2 separate regions of the Mus musculus genome follow, and region 1 is linked to region 2. A link is a contact called in public HiChIP or PLAC-seq data. All regions are on one chromosome and are shown on one strand. Each heading gives the region's core, a stretch centred on a gene start, on an enhancer-like site or on the middle of the called end of the contact. The rest is flanking DNA. Distances are from core to core; before and after follow the strand shown.

Region 1 (6,255 bases), core at 390-2,889, 81 kb before region 2:
GTCTCTTAAGTAGCCTCACTTTCCTCTCTTCTCTGAGACTTGAGCAGCTCCTATTCTGTCAAATCTTTCTCTGATTCATCACTTTGTCTGCCACTCAATTAGACATCACTTTCAAACATGGTGCTTCCTTCTACAGAGTTTACCTTCATTGTTTGCGGTTCAAAGTATGATCGAATATCGCGTAACACAGATTATTTAGAATTCGTCTAGCCAGGTGGTGGTGGCGAACACCTTTTATCCCAGCACTCAGGTGGTAGAGGCAGATGGATCTCTGAGTTCAAGGCTAGTCTGGTCTACAGAGTGAGTTACAAGATGGCCAGGGCTACATGGAGGAACAAAACAAAACAAAAAATCTCCTGGACAAGCTGTCTCTTCTCTTGTTAATTTGTTTAACATCTATTAAGATTTATTTATTATATGTAAGTATAATTCAGCTGATTTCAGACACCAGAAGAGGGAATCAGGTCTTGTTACAGATGGTTGTACCATGTGGTTGCTGGAATTTGAACTCGGGACCTCCAGAAGAGCAGATAGTGCTGTTAACTGCTGAACCACCTCTCCAGCTCTATTTATTTATACCAGTATTGATTAGTAGACTATAAGCCAAAATTATTGTTATTGTTATTATTAGTAGTAATAGTATTTTGGTTTTTCGAGACAGGGTTTCTTTGTGTAGTTCCTGGCTGTCCTGGAACTCACTCTGTAGACCAGGCTGGCCTCGAACTCAGAAATCTGCCTGGCTCTGCCTCCCGAGTGCTGGGATTAAAGGAGCATGCCACCACCACCCAGCCTAGTTTTAAATTTTTAAAAACTTTTATTTAATTTATATGAGTGTTCTATCTGGATGTATACCTATATGCCAGAAGAGGGCATTAGATCACATTACAAATGGTTGTGAGCTACCATGTGTTTGCTTGAAATTGAACTCAGTGCCTCCGGAAGAGCAGTCAGTGCTCTTTGTTGTTGTTGTTGTTGTTGTTGTTATTGTTGGGTTTTGTTGTTGTTGTTTTTGTTTTTCTAGACAGGGTTTCTCTGTATAGCCCTGGCTGTCCTGAAACTCACTCTAATAGACTAGTGCTGGGATTAAAGGCGTGTGCCACCACACCTGGCTGCAGTCAGTGCTCTTAACCGCTGAGCTATCTCTCCAACCCTAGTTTTAAAAATTTTTTTCTAAAGATTTATTTATCTATCCATCTATATGAGTACACTGTTGCGGTCTTCAGACACACTAGAAGAGGGCATCAGATCCCATTATAGATGTTGTAAGCCACCATGTGGTTGCTGGGATTTGAACTCAGGACCTCTGGAAGAGCATTCAGTGCTCTTAACCACTGAGCCATTTCTCCAGCCCAGTTTTAAAATTTTTAATTTATTATTTTGGGTGGTGATGTGGGACAAGGAAACAACCTTATAGCGTCTCTTTCCTTTCACTTTATGTGGGTTCAAGAAATTGAACTCGGGTCACCAGGCTTGCATGGTGAGTGCTTTTATCCACTGAGTCATCTCACTGGCGTATACTATTTATTTTTAATCTATGTGTGGGTTTGTTTGTCTATTTTGAGATCTGTGTCAGGTGTCCCAGGCTGCCCTTGAATTTACTATTCAGCTGTGGAGGAACTTGAACTTCCAATCTTCCTGTTTTCGGTGCCAGGGGCTGGGTTTTGAAGAATGCACCACTGTGTCCAGCTTGTGGGTGTTAAAGATTGGTAACAGCCAGGCGGTGGTGGTGCACACCTTTAGTCCTGGCACTTGGGAGGCAGAAGCAGGCGGATTTCTGAGTTGGAGGCCAGCCTGGTCTACAGAGTGAGTTCCAGGACAGCCAGGGCTATACAGAGAAACCCTGTCTCAAAAAACAAAAACAAAACTAAAAAAGATTGGTAACAGATATCCTAGTTTTTGTCAGCTTGACACAAACCTAGACATAACTGGTAAGAGGGACTCTCATGCCTCCATCAGATTGACCTGCGGCCATCCATAGCTCTGGCGGTGGATATTTTTCTGATTGTTGATTGATGTTGGCGCCCCACCCACAACTGGACAGTACCATCCTTGGGCAGGCCAGCACACAGACCTTGCGTAAGAGAGGTATCTAAGCAAGGCAGAGGAAGCAAGCCAGTGAGAGTGATCCTCCACAGCCTCTGCTCAGTTCCTGCTTCTGGGTTCCTGCTGTGGTTTTCCTCAATGCTGAACCTGCAAGCAAAATAAACCTTTTCTTCTCTTGGGTTGCTTTTGGCCAGTGCTTTATTTCAGCAACAGAGAAGCAAACTAGAACACAGTTGGCACAGGATGGGCAAGCTACATACCCAGCCCTAGACTTCTCTTGCTTAGCTATAACATTTCATTCCATTTGAGGCACTCTCCTGCCATCTGCTGTCTAATGACTCAGTTTCTCCGTTTCAGCAGCCATATGCAACAGTAGTACAATTGCTGACCCACACCCCACATGAACTGGCTCTGTCTTGGTGTTTCATCACAGCAACAGTAGCCCTATGACCAAAAGCAATTTGGGGAGGAAAGGACTTACTTGGCTTACATATCTCATATTGAGGGAAGCCAATGTACGAACTCAAACTGAGTGGGAACATGGATGCAGGAGCTGATGCAGAGGCCATGGGGGAGTGCTGCTTACTGGCTTGCTCTTCATGGTTTGTTCAGCCAGCTTTCTTATAGGACTGAGGCTCACCACCTAAGGGATGGCTCCACCCACAGTGGGCTGTCCCCTCCTCTATTAATCACTAAGAAAATGCCCTCTAGGTCTGCTTACAGCCTCACCTTATGGAGGCACTCCCTCCTCTCAAATGACTCTAGCCTGTGTCAAGGTAACATAAAACTAGCCAGGACAAGCTCTAACAACTAACGCTAGTTCTCGCTGGCACTTGCTTTTTGTATTCCACACACTTCCAAAGCTACTTAAGGTGCCTTCCCAACTACCTCCTTCAGGGAGAACATTTTATAAACCTTTAATATGTTAGGTTTTTCTGCCATGTCTGCTTTCCTTCTTGTAATGTTCCCACCTCCCAAACAATTCTATTTTAGTTTGCATACATTAAGTCTTTTCAAGTTCAACAATTCTACAAGTACATGGAGTGTACCCACCACAGCAGTAGCACATAGAGTGGTGCTGTCTGTTCAAAGAGCTCCTGTGTGGGGCAGTGGTTTCGAACACCTTTAATCCCAGCACTTGGGAGGCAGAGGCAGGCGGATTTCTGAGTTTGAGGCCAGCCTAGTGAGTTCCAGGACAGCCAGGGCTACAGGGAAACCCCGTGCTTTGCTCTCTTCTGTCTCTATCCTTAACTCCTGGAAGCAACTCATATTTTCCTGTGTGTGTGTTAACAGTTTTGTCTTTTTGTTTATATTTGTGTATGTCATAAGTGCATTACCCAAAGAAGCCAGAGGAGGGTGCTGGTCCCCCGGAGCTATAAGTACAGCCATCTGATGTGGATGCTGGAAACTATTGGGTCCTCTGGAAGAGTAGCAGTAATCTTAACTGTGAGCCATCTCTCCTCCAGTTTTGTCTTTCTGGAATATCATCTAATTAGAATCATAAAGTGTTCAGCCATTTTACACTGCTTTCACTGAGGGCTGTCCTGGAACTCACTTTGTAGACCAGGCTGGCCTCGAACTCAGAAATCTGACTGCCTCTGCCTCCCGAGTGCTGGGACTAAAGGCAGGCGCCACCACGCCCGGCCTGCAATATTTTAATAATTGAAAATGCAAGGGCAAAGAGGACATTATCCTTCTCCTCAGTGAACAGACCTAGTCATTAGGCTACGGCACATGAGTGAAATGTGGTTCTGACCTTGTAGCCTGCTAAGAACCTTGTGCACCCGAAGGTGTAAGCAAATTGCCAGGGAAAGTCGCAGACTATGGAGATCTGCTTGGGAGTGTGATGAGTTGGTGTCTAGGACCTGGAAGACCCAGTAGGTAATTTAGGCGAGAAGAGAAGAGGAAGGTGGTTGGAAAATGAACCAGTCAGTAAGCAACACAACAACAGGTTGCTCCATGTCCTAAATAACAAGTGAATTTCGTCATCTGCAGATGACTCCAGAGTGGATCTGCACAAGGGGAAGGATATGGCAGCTTCAGTCTACTCTAGTGAGACTAGTGCAGCTCTCATGAGCACCTATGACTGTCTCTGCTGCACTGGGCTCAGCACAGTTTCCCTCTCAGGAGGAGACGTGTATGTAAAGCTGTGGGTGGTACTCCAGCAGTCTCTTGGCTGGCAGCTGCCACTGCTGATAGTGTCAGGGAGGGGCTGACTGAAGAGACAAGCTGTCTGCTTTTCTCCTCCAGTTCCTGGTCTCGGGTCCCAGAGCTTTACAAATGCTATTGTGGGGTGAAATATATGTACATATAATTATATGTATATGTGTACCTATATATGTACATGTATATATATGAACACACACACACACACACACACATCTTGCGCGCACCTGACTCGCCAGCTGTAACAGGATCCTTCTGCACAAGTTTATTGGGAGAGCTTGATTGCAGAGGCAAAGAGACACCAAGCCCAGAACTGGTGCTGCTTATATAGGCCTAGGAGAGGCGTGTCTCACACCCAGATTGGTTATGCATGGGTTATGCTTACCACCTCATTTGCATGTCTCACATCTGACTGGTTAACTTCTCTCTCATCTGATTGGTTAACATGTCTCTCATCTGATTGGTTAACTTCTCTCTCATCTGATTGGTTAACGTGTCTATCATCTGATTGGTTAATTTTGGTTAGTTCTCAAAACCTCATCTTGGCAAAAAAACTTTACTGCCTATGTATGCGTGGTGGCCAGCGGAAGCCAGCGCCACCTTGCAACGGCACATGTGGCTTCCCCCCCCACACACATATATATATACATAAAACTAAACAAGAAATGTTGAGCAACAGAGGATTTCAGGTACCCTGTTCTATCACTTTCTGACTTACTTCCTGTAGACAGAATCTCTCACAGAAACAAGAGCCAGGCTGGTAGCCATCAAGATTCAACTAGCTAGCCAGGTGTGGTGGCACATGCTTCTAATCCCAGCACTCCGCAGGTGAAGGCAGGCAGGTATTCAAGTTCTTGGTCACTCTGGTCTACAGAGCTGAGTTCAGATCAGCCAGGACTGCGCCAAACAAAAACCTGCTTGGCTGCCTCAGAGTGACGCTATCTCTGAAGCTATCTCAGATAGTTCCCAGCTGTATAAACTATTGGGTTTTACATGGACATATGACAGAGCCTGGAGCTGCCAGGTGGTTAGCCTGGGGACTTTTCCAGAAAGACGATGTGCTGACAGCTGCAATCAGGAGTGTTCATTAGTCTTTAAGGGCTTCTGAGAAACACTTAACATTTCTATTTCCCAGCAAAACCCAGCCCAGGTGTGGGTAGAGACATTATCTTAAAACATTGCCGCCAGCACTGCCATTGGGGGTGGGGTGGGGGACACTTTGTGACCCAATAGTCTCTTTGCTTGCACAGCAAATGTTCTTACCCACAGACCCATCTCCTCAGCTCTGGAGAGAATTTTAGTTGTTCCAAGTAGTTGGACTCAGAGTGTTGCTGTGGGAATCTAGTGGGTAGAGGCCAAGGATGCTGCTAAAATTCCCAGCATGCACCAAGAGGCCCTCATAACTATCTGGCCTTAATATGCTCAGGTGAAGAAAGTCTGGTGTAGCTGACTGTAGCTAGCTGTAGGTTGAAACTGGGAACACCACCTTCACACACTTAGAGTTCAGGCTAGATGTAAAAAAATGGACCATTTAGCTAGCCTGAATTGTTGCTTGGAAATACACAATCCGGACTTTCATGTTCAACATCATTAAGTAGACTTTATGACTAGTCTGGTGCCTTAGAATTGCCCAGTGAATATGAGATAGCTTATCTACTAGAGTTTCTCGACCATGATGAAGATAGTTGTGTCCTACCTAAGGCTCCGGAAGCTGTGATGTGTTCATAGGCCAACAAACTGAGTCTTAGTCTGAACAAGAACCTCTCAGTCTGAAAGTGTGAGAGGTCATTGATGCGTAGCCTCTCTTTCCCCTTCCTCTTTTCATCCTGATATGGGAATCACCCCCACTTTTCCAAGTCTGTGGCTTATGCAGAAGATAAGGCCAGCAGGGCCCCGAGAGGGCAGACCTAGTCTTGATTCTGAAACTGACCTGCTGTTTGAACAGAGTCACTTTCTGGTTCCCAGGCATCAGTTTTCTTACAGTGAAAATAAAAATGAAAATTACCATTAGCTGGAGGAAAGGCCTGTGGTTACTTCAGATACCTC
Region 2 (6,531 bases), core at 1,201-3,700:
ATGGAAAGGGGCAGTAAGTGGAAATAGGTGGAGGTAAACCAGGCATGCCACTGCAGGGACAGACTATAAATGACAGAGCAGAGAAGGGCTTTACCTCAGTGTACACAGCAGCAGTGATGGGGAAAACACAGCTGAGGGATTATTTAATTCAGAGGGGAAACTAGAAGACATGGCAACTGTAGGAGTGACTGTGGTTGATAGACTTTTCTAGAAATGAGTGTCAGAAAGGTTGTGACCCGAGACTATAGCATCTAGATGCATTCTGTGAACAGCCAAACATGTCCATCTATGCTGTGCTAAGCATAACCTCGAACAAACAAACAAACTTTAACTGAGTGAAGGACAAATGAAGATGAACTTAAGAAGAGAGTGCCTGTTGGGAAAGACCTGCAGATTCCAGAAAGACTACCAGGAAGGAGAGGGCCACCCACGTTCTTAATAAACTTTTATCTTGGCCAACCACAGAGTCCAACGAGTCTACAGAATGTGTACCAGGTTGGATCTGGGTCAACCTCAAATGTGGTTCCTCACGGATGGTTGTTTCCCCTGGGACCAGATTGTATAACCAGGCACAAAATATACATCTGGGAAATCCTCTTCCTGTGGCCTGGTTTACTATAGATTCAGAAGTTCAGTTAGGTGAGAGGGTAGAGGAGCCATGTTAAACAAAACAGGAACAAAAAGTAAAAAATATATATATACTGAAAGGAAATACTTTTAAATGACTCAAGAGGCAGAGGCAGGAGGATCTCCATAAATTCAAGTCCAGTCTGGTCTACAGAACCAGTTCCAGGATGGCTAGGGCTACTTAGTTAGACCCAATTAAAAAAAAAAAAAACAACCAAAAACTTTCTTGTGTCTTTGAGGGTTTTTTAAAAAAGATTATTTATTTATTTATTTATTTTTTTATTTATTTAATGTATTTGAGTGCTCTAACTGCACACACAACTCCTTACCAGAAGCGGGTATCATTATATATGGTTGTGAGCCACCATGTGTTTCTGGGAATTGAACTCAGGACCTCTAAAAGAGCAGCCAGTGTTCTTAACCGCTGAGCCATCTCTCCAGCCCTGTGTCTTTAAGAAATTGATGAAAATGTCATTATTAAGCAAAAAGACCATATAAAATAGTGCAATATGAGAATGCATAAGTGGATTTTTTAGATAGCTAAACTTAAAATATTTAAAAAGTGATAACAGCTGGGCCGTGGTGGTGCACGCCTTTAATCCCAGCACTCGGGAGGCAGAGGCAGGTGGATTTCTGAATTTGAGGCCAGCCTGGTCTACAGAGTGAGTTCCAGGACAGCCAGGGCTACACAGAGAAACCCTGTCTGGAAAAACCAACAAACAAACAAGTGATAGCATTAGCTAAACAGTATAATAAAGAATATCATCTAAAACACTAACATGATAACCTTCTTTTCCTTTTTGTGACTGTGTCTCTCATAACCCAGACTGGGCTCTTCTTTTTAAATTTAGTTTTCAAATATCATGTGCATGAGTATATATGCGTGCTGTGTAGTATGGTGCCTGTGGAAATCAAAAGATGTTGGATCCTCTTCCATGATGATGTGGAGATGTGGGTGCTGGGAACGCCACACAGACACTCCCATATTGACATATGTACACATTAAAAAACACAAACTATTTTTAAAGTGTGCCTTTTGGGGAGCCTATAACCTGTATAAGCTGGGATCTTTAACAGTGTCTGTCAGTTACAGATGGCTTCAAGAGTTCCCTATATATACAGCTCTTGACTCAGAAATCGTCTCTGTACTCTGGGTTTTGATTTGCTTTCTGCCTAACCCTAAGGAACTTTCTAGATGGTTGTCACTCTAGAGTTGCCATGCTCAAGACAGCTACATCGTCATGATCTATGTGTTCTTAGATCCCGCTGCACTCTCCTCAAGGGCACATAAGTTATAGCAGCTTGTCTTCATATTCCCCATCCCAGACTTCTCTGCCCCCAGAGCCTGTGTACACCACCCCACCTCACTTCAAGGCTTTTGGTTTAGCCTTTGCACATTATACTTTCTCTGTGTGCCTGCTAGATTTATCTGATGTGCTCGCCTTTGTAAATACCATTTATTTTCTGCTCTTTTTTCAAGGAAGTCTGTCACAGTTTATCTGCATAAAGTGTTTTTCTGTAGCCCTTAAAAACTAGAACACAGAACTGCTTCCTCAACACAATTGTCAAGTTTTTGAGAACTGGAAAAGTGCCTCCTTCTACTACACAATTTAGGACAAGCAACCTGGGATTTAAAAAATTATTTTTAAAAAGTATCAGTAGCAACAGCAAGCAATCATTACTCTCTAGTAGTGGAGATCTGGCTTCCTCCAGACCCTGCCAGGAGTGCTTCAGGCCTGCCTCCCAGTTCCACAGGCTAGCCTGTGTCTGATTACCTCCCTAGCCTGTGTTCCTGAATGTTTCTCTCGGTCACCACGCCCTACACCCCTTCCTTCCTCTCACAGGCTTTTACTGTGGTAAAAGTTGTCACTCCCTTGCTCAGACACACAATGTGTTGTAAGGCCTGGGTGCTCAGCTGGGCTCTTCAACTGGTCGGTTTAAGCAGCAATGTTTCCTTACCCCTCCAACACCGCCCAACCTCTTTATTCCTGGCTGTATGCTAAGGTTTACCCGCTTTGAACATGTTCTTTTCTGGGACAACACTTAGCTCATACCACAAATAGTCCCTTTCAATGTTCAAGCATACAGTATTGTAACCATCTAAATGTTCAAGCATACTGTAACCATCTAAAACTGAATTCAATGACCGTCTCCTCCAGGACATTATTTTCAAAATCCTCTACTCTTTGTTACCTCCAACTACACAAATCTCTTTAGAGATCCTGCCCTGAACCTGGTTTTAATCATGTGTTGCCGTAAGTATGCTTTTTACATGCTATCTGGACTTTAAGCTCTTTGAAGGAAAGGCTATGTCTCATGCAGAGTCTCAGACTGAGCACCTAATGCTATTTGAGCCCTAATAGATTTGGCTCAAATAATACATTCTTTTGATTGACATCAGTCTTCTTCAGATAAGAATTTTGTGCTGAATTGTTTAATACTTTTGTATTTTAAAGGTTGGTGTTTAATCAGTTTATCAAACTTTTGGTGAGTTCCTATGTGTGTTAATTGTATGGATATATGTAAATGAATAGCTTCCCTTCAGAGGTCTTGCTATTTCCTCAGGTCTTCCTCTGAACTGGGTACTTTTAACTACCTGCCTGATACGGTCTAGAATTAACTCTGAGGAGAAGGACTGTCTTGATGGTTACTTGATGCTGGGAGACTCAGCTCTTTGTGGTGGTACCATTTCATGGGCTAGCTCCTACAGTGCATTAAGAATAAAGCAAGTTTCCTGAACATAAGCAGAAGCAGGCAAGCAGCATGGCGCTTTTCTCTTGTCTTGACTGTAGCTGTGATGTGACAACCTGGAGTTCCTCTCTGTTCTGCTTCCCCTTCTCTTTCCCTTCCGCTTTCCAAGCAGTCCCTTCCCATTTTCATGTCTTCCCTTTCTGTGTGGTCAACCAATGAGTTTAAGTATGGTTGTTTACAGAAGTGTGGGTAACTGAACAGTGGTTATAACAGTAAAGCAAATGTCTCTCCCTACCCCGAGCAACCATTAACTGCCTATAGATCCTCAAGGAAAGGTAGAACTTTTTGAGCTCCACCATACTGCATGACAGACTTGATAAACCTAATCTTGGACATCTTGTTCAGGTAATTGCTACTACTGACAGATCACGAGTGCAGTGGTCATCTCATGCTGAGAAGACAGGTGTCTATAAATCCTTCTCTTCCTCTACTCCTACCTCCTTTCTGTGCAGTTGTCTGAACCTTGGAGGGGGTGTTGTCCCATTTAGGACTAAGTGTTACTTTTCAGAACTTTGACTGGTTTTGAATCTCTGCAGTAACCACCCCTACTGTTAATGACATTGTGCAAAACAGTGTGGAAACTTGTTTGGAGAGCAAAAGTCACAAAGATGTTCATGTTTCATGACTTATAAACAAACTACTATTAAAAGACAGCCTAAGGAAAATAATTGAAAAGAATGAAACTAAAAATCTGTGTGTGTGTCTTTTGCTTATACCCAGCAGAGCTGAGGAACTAAAACAAATGTTAAGAAAGAAAAGAGGCTAGGTAAATAATGTTCATTTGGCTGGACTGAGTATCATTGCAACACTGGAAACATTGTTAAAAACTAGGCTAACAGTGTTTACAGAGCCGAAAGAATGCATACTGATTATAGCTGTCTATAAAGTAAATTGCATCTGAATGACTAGGAAAGCAAACAGATAATTAAAGCTGTTCTTCTAGTATAATGGAATTATAGACACATTTTAAAATATAACCAGAAAAATCTGAAGAGTTTCAGATTGTCAGTTAATTAAGGTTATTTTTGTCTTGGAAGATTTGAGTAAAAAGAAGACCCTAGATACTGAACCCTTTCCCTTTTCTTTTTTTTTTTTTTTCTTTTTTTTGTTTTTGTTTTTTGTTTGTTTTTGTTTTTCAAGACAGGGTTTCTCTGTATAGCCCTGGCTGTCCTGGAACTTACTTTGTAGACCAGGCTGGCCTCGAACTTAGAAATCCGCCTGCCTCTGCCTCCCAAGTGCTGGGATTAAAGGTGTGCGCCACCACGCCCGGCTCCCCCTTTCCCTTTTCTACATGAGCCTAAATAATTATGTCCTAGGAATGAAGGAAACCTCTACTTTCTTACAGTTATTAAAACAGACATGCTGGGAACATATGATATTAGAATGGCCTCCTGGGGGAGATCACAGACTCCATTCTCAGATGCCATTAAGACAATTACAAGTTTATCTTCACTCCAGCCCCTGACAACCACTAATCCATTTTGTGTCTCCTATGTGAGCTTTTTTTTAAAAAGAATTTATTTATTATTATACATAAGTACACTGTAGCTGTCTTCAAGCGTGCCAGAATCAGGTCTCCTTATGGGTGGTTGTGAGCTACCGTGTGGTTGCTGGGATTTGAACTCAGGACCTTTGGAAGAGCAGTCAGTGCTCTTACCCACTGAGCCATCTCTCCAGCCCCCAATGTGGCCTTTTTAATCTGGTTTCTTTACATGTATGAAGCTTTCAAGGCTCACATTTGTGGTATGCACCAGGACTCTAGGGTCTCTTGTAGCCCAGGCTGATCTTGAACTTACACTATAGCTGAGGAGGATGACCTTAAATTTTGATCCCTCCGCTTTTGCCTTTTGAGTGCTGGGATTATAGGTATGGGCCTCCTAGTCAGTCTCCATGGCTCTGGGAATTGAATCCAGGGCCTGTGTGTGCTAGGCAGACATGATACTAAAGTTCCATCCCCATCCCTTCATTTTTTTATGATCAAGTAATAGCCTGTTGTATAGGACAGCATACTCTGTTATCTGCTCGCCAGATGATAGGTATTTGAATTTTCTCCATTTTTTACTATTACAAGGAATGCTGCTATGAACATGTGGAACAGGTCCAAATTCATGTGTGGACATTTGTTCTCAGTTCTTTTGACTGCATACCTAGAAATGGAACTGCTGGGTCACACGCTCAGTTTTTCCTTAACCTTTTGAAGAACTGCCAAATTGCTTTCCAAAGCAGCTGCTCCAGTCTTCATCCCTGCCAGCAGTGTGCAAGAGTCTGATACCTTTTGGCTTCATTTCCAGCTCTCAATGCAGGACTTGCTCTGTGGTAAACATTGAGTAGATGCCAAATTTCTTACTGATGTTCTCACATCAGGGAAAACTGGAGTAAGCAAAATGAAGGCTGATAGCTACTAAAACCTCCTGCAGATGGTGGAGGCTTCAGACAGTGTCAGAGCCCTACCAACATGGCTACAGCTTGGGTATGGCTTACCCTCTAAGTTTCATGTCCTGGAAACTCAGTCCCCACTGTACAAGCATGGAGGCTGAAGGATGACAATTTTGGTATATTCTTTATTTTTCTGTTTATTAGGGTTGGAAGAATGATGTAGATCAGAGAAAATAAACAGAGAAGAGTACTAAAAGATTGTTTCAGAGTAGGGGCTGTGAGGCATGGTTAGAGCCTCTGGTATGTGCTGTGTTGTACTGTTGACAGCTTCTTACACTCTGTGGTCCCTGTACATTGTATGTGAAGCCTGAAGGAATTTAAGAGATGATTAGACTCCTTCACAGGGTGAGGAACAGAGTACCCAGTCTGTGCAGTTTATGTGAAAGAGGCTGGTATCAGGAAGAATAAAATGGGTGTTTCTGGCGTGTTCTACTGAAGGACTCAGAATCCATCTTTGTGATATTTCAAAAGCATAAGTGTCCCCCAAATATGGATAAAATGAGCAGACCAGTTTGTCTTCTTCATATCATGGCTTAAAGACTGTATCCTTTAAGAATTGGAGCACACAGGGCTACTGATGGGTAGAGATAACTCATCAGAGGTCTATTGTAGCCCAGGCTGATCTTGAACTTAAGGCAATCAGTATCTTGGCTCACCCTTAATTCTCTCACATTTCATTGTATGATCTCAGGAATAAAGTGTATAAATGATGGTATT

Evidence for each region. HiChIP or PLAC-seq counts read pairs in DNA pulled down with a chosen protein or histone mark.
Region 1: an H3K4me3 HiChIP or PLAC-seq map of bone marrow-derived macrophages shows a contact between it and region 2, with 2.9 times the contacts expected there. The contact joins two enhancer-like sites. A contact is called at or near these places in 10 of 484 Hi-C or Micro-C datasets (the G1E-ER4 cell line, embryonic fibroblasts, embryonic stem cells and 5 more) and 5 of 115 datasets of contacts at active chromatin or transcription factors (the HPC-7 cell line, bone marrow-derived macrophages and embryonic stem cells).

Annotation. Positions count from the first base shown.
Region 1 is chr5:108,027,320-108,033,574 of GRCm38.p6, reverse strand. No RefSeq gene overlaps it. Among named protein-coding and RNA genes, the nearest start is that of Gm42150, 28 kb to the right of the region's middle. Within about 2 kb of position 1,639, at least 27 of the 459 cell types and tissues checked have an H3K27ac peak or open chromatin away from gene starts, as enhancers often do. A contact at or near this core is called in bone marrow-derived macrophages, where this site is marked.
Region 2 is chr5:107,946,765-107,953,295 of GRCm38.p6, reverse strand. The region is part of intron 1 of Dipk1a (divergent protein kinase domain 1A); the gene reads left to right. Among named protein-coding and RNA genes, the nearest start is that of Dipk1a, 37 kb to the left of the region's middle. Within about 2 kb of position 2,450, at least 97 of the 459 cell types and tissues checked have an H3K27ac peak or open chromatin away from gene starts, as enhancers often do. A contact at or near this core is called in bone marrow-derived macrophages, where this site is marked.